Regions from separate parts of the Oryctolagus cuniculus genome. Here region 1 is linked to region 2. Evidence: chromatin contacts called from public Micro-C data. All regions are on one chromosome and are shown on one strand. The core of a region is the stretch at or near the end of the contact, and the rest is flanking DNA. Distances in the headings are between cores, read along the strand shown.

What was found. Hi-C and Micro-C count contacts between places; a contact is called where the count stands out from the background.
Region 1: a Micro-C map of ear pinna shows a contact between it and region 2, with 2.6 times the contacts expected there. The contact joins the promoter of IFNG here to the enhancer-like site in region 2. A contact is called at or near these places in 2 of 6 Hi-C or Micro-C datasets (ear pinna and an unstated tissue).

What each region holds. Positions count from the first base shown.
Region 1 is chr11:70,501,121-70,504,663 of mOryCun1.1, reverse strand. IFNG (interferon gamma) reads left to right here and starts at 1,406. Exons shown (of 4, transcript NM_001081991.1): 1 at 1,406-1,626; 2 at 2,894-2,962; 3 at 3,056-3,238. The coding sequence starts at 1,513.
Region 2 is chr11:70,392,458-70,396,013 of mOryCun1.1, reverse strand. No RefSeq gene overlaps it. Among named protein-coding and RNA genes, the nearest start is that of IFNG, 110 kb to the left of the region's middle. Within about 2 kb of position 1,628, at least 1 of the 8 cell types and tissues checked has an H3K27ac peak or open chromatin away from gene starts, as enhancers often do.

The DNA.
Region 1 (3,543 bases), core at 157-2,656, 110 kb before region 2:
CAAGGATGGGAGGAAAAGGAACTCAAGACCAAAGAAACAGCAGCAACAAGGATGTGTGTGTGTGCGTGTGTGTGTGTTTTGGAATACTAGTCATCTAGCATTCCTGAATAACAGATAACTTAATAATTATTGAGTGATTGAAGTACGGCAAAAAAATCCTTAGCACTTTACATGGATCATTTGATTTGATCTTCAAATGAAGCCTACAAGGAGATGCTATTATTAAGCTCATTTTAGAGATGAGGGAACTGAGTCCTAGACGAGGTAAGAGTCTTCCTCAAGGTCACACACTGATAATAGTGGAGCTAGGATTCAAGTGCACCTGTAGCCATAATATAGCTTTATGTACACAGTGCAAGTAAAGACATAAAGTGTGTTGGAACCACAGTGTAGATGATCTTTGGTGCCATGCTGAAACATTGTACTTCATAAATAAACTAACAAAGAAAGACGAAGAACTCTATTTTTTTGTATTCTAAAGAAAAATAATTAGAAAGTTGAAAAGAGTCTATTATTAGTGATTATTTGGACCAACTGGTCACCTGGAGCTGTATTGTTCAACACAATAAACTAGTGACAAATGGTTATGGAATATCTGAAATATGGGTTGTCTGAATTGTGATATGCTATAGGTTCAAAGTGTACACCAGATTTCAAGTGTGTAGTATGACAAAAGTTATGCTAAAACATCTTATAAGTAATGTGCATGGATACATATTGAAATATTTTGGATATATGTATATATGTAGTTTAATATTTTTAAAAATTATTTTTGTGTTTCTTTTTACTTTTATTAATGGAACTAGCAAAAATTTAATTTCACTTATGTATATTGCATTAGCTTTCTGTTGGGAAGAGAACAATTTGTGGTATTTTACTAACCAACTCTGATGAAGGACTTCCTTGCCACACAGCTCTTTTAACCACATTCTTTCCTTGCTTTCTGGTCATTTGCAAGAAAATTTTTAAAATGCTCCCCCTTTGTAAAGGTTTGAGAGGCCCTAGAATTTCCTTTTTCACTTCTTCCCAACCACAAACAAATGATCAATGTGCTCTGTGGATGAGGAATCAACATTTCACAAGGGCAAAGTGGGGAATGTGAAAAAATTTCCAGCCGGTGAATGGTGTGAAGTAAAAGTGCTTTCCAAGGATCCCACAAGAATGGCACAGGTGGGCATAATGGGTCTGGCTCATCGTCAAAGAACCCAAGAAGTTGAAAGGAAACTCTAACTACAACACCAAAATGCCACAAAACCATAGTTATTAATACAAACTAACTAGCAATCCTGCCTATCTGTCACCATCTCATCTTAAAAAACTTGTGAAAATACGTAATCCTGATGAGACTTCAATCAGGTATAAATACCAGCAGCAAAGGGAGATGCGGTACATTGTTCTGATCGCCTGCTGATCAGCTATTAGGAAAGAGAGACCAGCTGAGTGCTTTGGGCCTGAACAACTTCGTACACTGACTCTCGTTTCAACTTCTTCAGCCTCACTCTCTCCGAAGCAATGAGTTATACAAGTTACATCTTGGCTTTTCAGCTCTGCCTCATCTTGGGTTCTTACGGCTGTTACTGCCAGGACACACTAACCAGAGAAACAGAACACCTAAAGGCATATTTGGTAAGTTTGACCTTTTAATAATACTTGCATGTGGTTGAAAATGACTGAATGTTAACTTGCAGTTGGATATGATAGGCTGTCATCACTACTTCACAGTCATTTTGAGAAGACTTGGTGTTATTTTACTAATTGTTGGTTGGATATATTTCCTAACTAAATACTCTAGACACTACTTTGATTCTCTGCTCAGTGTGCTCTACTTACAGAGCATACATGACTCTTCCAAAAAATGAGCATAAAATGGGTCTAAAGCATAATGATATTGATAATTTTGTGGTGAGAATCCATTCAGTTGGGTTAAACCAAGTAATATTCACATTGACAAAATGATTGGCTTTTAGGTTCTGGTTTCTCAGCCTACTATGAAGATGGCAGTAAAAATGTTGTGGTTAGCGTTTAAAATGATAAAAGAAACACAATTTATAAATTGATGTAAAAGAGAGGGAAGTCTTTAAAATGAAAGTCATTTATAGGTGTTTTCAATGAAAAAGTAACTCAAAATTCTACTGCTATATTTATTTTATTGGGGAGGTACACCTGAACGCAGCCACTTACTGAGATTTTGTAGGCATTAGAATTCTGGACTGGAGTTAAAAAGTTTTTTGTTTTGTGAAATATTTTTAAAATGTTATTTATGGTTAACAAAAATTGTTTTTGCATTTTAAATATTTTATTATTTGTTGAAAAATTATCTAATATACCTATGACAGTTATAATAATGTTTAAGCATTCACAATCAATTTTATTCTTATAATATAAATCAAATCACACATACATGTATTTGAAACTATCTTAAAGCTGATTATCAAGCAACACATTATAGAAGGGGACAGGTAGATGATACACAGATCTGTACCATAAGGGGGCAGTATTCTATAGGAGAATGGTCTTGCTGATTATCTATCTATCTATCTATCTATCAATCATCTATATCTATCTATCTATCTATCTATCTACCTACCTACCTACCTATCATCTATCTATCTTTAACAAAGCTTTAAAACCTTCTCTTTAACTTACTGTAGTTATTTTTGAGACTATATGTTACATTGCAATTTGACATTATGCTAGTTAATAAGAAAGCTAAGAGAATTAATAGTCTTTGACTAAATCTAACCAAAACTTCTGGGAAAAGTTATTGTTGGAACTCAACAGAAGGGTTGAAAAGGAAATAAAATATTGTCAGCATCTGAGTTCCATGAAATTTGAAGTACATTTTAGGGCAATTTATGGACTATTTGTGAATCAAGTTTCCTTCTATTTTCAGAAAGCAAATACATCAGATGTGGCAAATGGTGGACCCCTTTTCTTGAATATTTTGAGGAATTGGAAAGAGGTAAATTATATATTCCCATCTGGCTCATTTTCCTGTTGCTTATCTTCTGAATGGATAATTCCATCATTCTCTCTTGCTGTTCTTTCTCCCAAGGAGAGTGACAACAAAATAATTCAGAGCCAAATTGTCTCCTTCTACTTCAAACTCTTTGACAACTTAAAAGACCATGAGGTCATCAAGAAGAGTATGGAATCCATCAAAGAAGACATATTTGTGAAGTTCTTCAATAGCAACCTCACTAAGATGGATGACTTCCAAAATCTGACTCGAATTTCGGTGAGGGGATTTTAATTCTCTCTTTGGTTTCATTATAGAGGCTCTTGTGCAGCATTTAATTCTCAGAAAGTAGAAATTAGCTATTTAAGAGTTGCTAAAGTTGTAAATTAGCCCATACATGAAACTCTTCCTTACTAATTCTGTTATTGCCTTGGGTGATATTGCAAAATCAGTATGGGAATCATTTAAGTATGTAATTTGGCAACACTAGTGCTAGCATTAAAATGATTATGTGAAGACAGTTAGGTGCACAAGTCCAGTGGAGTGGTAGGTGGGGGGAATACTGAGAAACAATTCTCTCCTTG
Region 2 (3,556 bases), core at 379-2,878:
ACACTGAGAAATGATGGTGTGAAGCTACCAGGCACCCTACATGTTATGTCAAGTGCCTTACATCGTTGCACTCTGGAGTTAGTGTTATTATATTTTGGGGCCTCAGAAAACAATAGTCCAAAAGTGGCACACTAGCATGCTGATTATTTTCAAGGTCCTTGTAGATCATCAGATGCGGGAAGAGGCTTTCCTCTGATGTTTCCTGTTTGCCCTTAAGACAGGATATACAAAAGGGAATAAGAGACCACAATGTATTGCTTTCCACCTCCCAATCCCACAATTTCATTATCTGTGGCAGGAGAGAAGACTGTGGGACTTAAACACACCTGGATGGACTCTGTCCAAGATACTGTCTGTCTCCTAGACTCATTAAAATTCCAAAAACAGAATCATTTATAAGCTAACTTCTATCTTTTGCTGTCTTTCAAAATTGCCTCCACCCCACAGGTCTTCTTGTGAGGAGGGCATTTAAATCTCAACCATCTGGCCCTTTCTTTGGGTTTCATTCATAGTTTGCATATTTTATGTGGCTTATATAATTTAATAAATAATTTAATAAATTTTTATATAATTTAATAAATTTTTGTGATGGCTTTGCCCCTATTAATCTATCTGTTTTCAATTTGTTTAGCAAACTCAATTTGACCCACCGGAGGGAAAGTTTGAGCTTCCCAATAATGCCCATTTGAAAGCTAATAGAGTTTATAACAACTTTCCTAAAATCCCATTGCCGGTAAGGATTTGAACCTAAGACGTTGACATCCAATGTCACATGCCCTGTCTACTGCAATACCCATGGAGATCTGGTTAACAAAGTAGTAAAGGTGATCTGAGGGGATCCTACCCAGGAGGCAAAGATTGCTTGAGGAGAACATTATGGCCTTTATGCCAGGAGATGCTGGAGTTCTCTTGCAGTGTTCAGAGATCCGTGGGGGCTAGGATGGGCCTGAGCAACCACTGGAAAGCCAAGCAGAGAGGCAGCTGCCATTAATTGGATCTCCAGTGAGGCTGGAATTACAGACTGATGATCAAGTTTACCAAGTTTTAAGGCAATTTAGTAACATGAATAAGCACAGCATACCACTGACAATACATAATAGCTGAGTAAAGAGGTATGCAACCTACATTTATACAAGTTACTCTAGATTATGTTAGAAGAGACATTAATTATGAAATATTCAAATTCCCATGTTGATTTATCCTCAGTTTTTGAAAAAAAAAAAAAAAAAGTCTGGAGTCTCTGCCAAGTGTTTTCCCTTGCCACCTTCTGGGAACTGCTCGCTCGGTTCTGGCTAACTTCCCAGGCTGCACCTGCCAGATGTCATCTCAGGAGATCCTTCCCCTTTGCTGGGGGTTACAGACCTTGTTAGCCTGCCTCCAGGAGCCACCACTGTGTCCTGGGGACTGACTTCAAAGTGGGCCTCAGGGTCCCTGAGGTCACTGCAGCTTGTGGGAGCTTCAAGTGCTACACCAAGCAAGGCAGCTCATTCTGATCTGGTTATGAAAGGGATTCTGTGTCAGATTTCCTTGAAAGAAAACGCCAATTTCCAGAAGCTGTTTGAAGACCATTCCAGCAGAGTTGCCGCCCAGACAGGAGCTTGCTGTGTTCCAGGAAAAAGTGGGCAAGTGCCCATTTTCCTGTTGCCTGGGGGAGGAAAGCCCTGCTGTTGAAACTTCAAGTCTAACAAAATCCTTTATTACAATAATTCCTGCCACTTTGACTTCTAGCTCCTTTCTCCAGAGCTATCAGGCTCGATCTGTGAGGCAGGCTGGAATTTAACACCCTACGTTTCTGCCTTTCAGTGATACCAAATAAATGAAACCTTATTGAAGAATGTCAGATTTGAAAGGAGCCCAGAAAGCAGGCTAGGAGCCCCCAAAGCCAGGGTGGGTGCCTAATCCCACCAATGAGCTGCTCTGGTGCTAATGGCTCTGCCGCCTGCACTTGGCACAGGTGGGGCCGGGTCCTGGCATGGTCCTTGGCCATTCCTCACTCTGCAGCCTGGATTTAGCTGCTGCCATTCTCACCAGTGTGGGCTCTAGTTGGCATTTGTTTCTTTACAATGTATACATCTGATTCCAAACCTTGCTCAGGCGTATGTAACTGTCAGGGTCTGCATCACAGGGGCCCAGCATTCTGGCAGCAGAGGAAGTGTGGAGAGGCCCAGAAGAGTGACAACATGTTCACTTGGCCATCACCACCCTCAGACTCTCTTCCTCTCGCTCTTCCTACCCTACCCACCACAACCACAGAGTCTCCTTCCTCTCTCTCCATTCAAAACCAAAGGTCTCCTTACAACTGACGGTCCTCTGAGACCGTCACTCACCAAACATGCCCAGATGTGACTGAACCCCAACACCGGAAATATCTTGGTTCAAGACAAAGCTCTCTGAAGTGCAATACAATGAAAAGAACATGCTATCCCCAAACTAGAGTCTATGAAACCAAAGGAGGTGAGAAAAGGAGAGATCTGACCTCACAGGGTGCACAAACATGTTTTCATGACAGAGCTTAGTTTCTGCCACTACTAAGCAAAAAGCCATAGCATGTGTTTGCTCTCTCCTTTCTTCTTTTGCCTTTGTTCAACATTGAACTTAACTACTGAATGTGTCTAAGCACCATAAACCACACAGTAAACAAAACCAAAGTGCTACCTACAGAGAAGCAGAGCAGGGAAAAGGATCATACACAAGGATCAGGTAATCTCGGACAGTGATAAGCACTGTAAGAAAAACCAAGACCTAAGGAAAAGGAAGTGAATGAGTTGGTGATCATTTATTGTGGGTAGTCTGGAAGGTGACGGTTTTGTTTTTTTAAATTTGTTTTACTTATTTGAAAGGTAGAGAGACAAGGAGAAGAAGGGACAGAAACACAAAGATTTTCTTCCAGAGGTTCACTCCCTAAATACTTGCAACACCCAGGGCTGGGCCAGGCCAAAGTTAAGAGCCAGGAACTCAATCCAAGTCTCCCACATTGGTGGCAGGGACCCAGATACTTGATTCATCACCTGTTGTCTTCCTGGATGCCTATTACCTGGAAGCTGGAATTGGCAGCAGAGCTGAGACTTGAGCCAAGGGGCATCTTAACCACTATGCCAAATGTCTGCCACTGGTAAGGTGATCTTTGTGCAGATACCTGAATAATGAGGCAGTGTAAGTGTGAAGAGATTTGGGATCAGATTGCCCAAGATGAAAACACACGCAAGTGTTGGAGTAAGAGGGAGATGGCCAATCTGAGTGTGGTGGAGAGAAACTGTCAGTTGATTTCAAGGTGAACAGTGATCGGACAAGGTTTATATTTTTTAGTTATCACTAGTCTAGGCACTAATAACAGGAAAGAAAGCCTTCTAGTGGGCTTTGCTATAATCTGGGTGGAGAAAGATAGTGGGTTGGGCTTAAGGTGGGAGCAGCAGGGCTGTGAGATCAGATGAGGTCTGGGATATGTTTTGCAGCCAGACCTGTTAGGACTTGCTGATGCTTTGCATGTGAAAATGACAGCAAGAATTTAGTATGAGTTTCTAAGGAAACACCTTTGTGGTTGACTGTATCTTGCAAA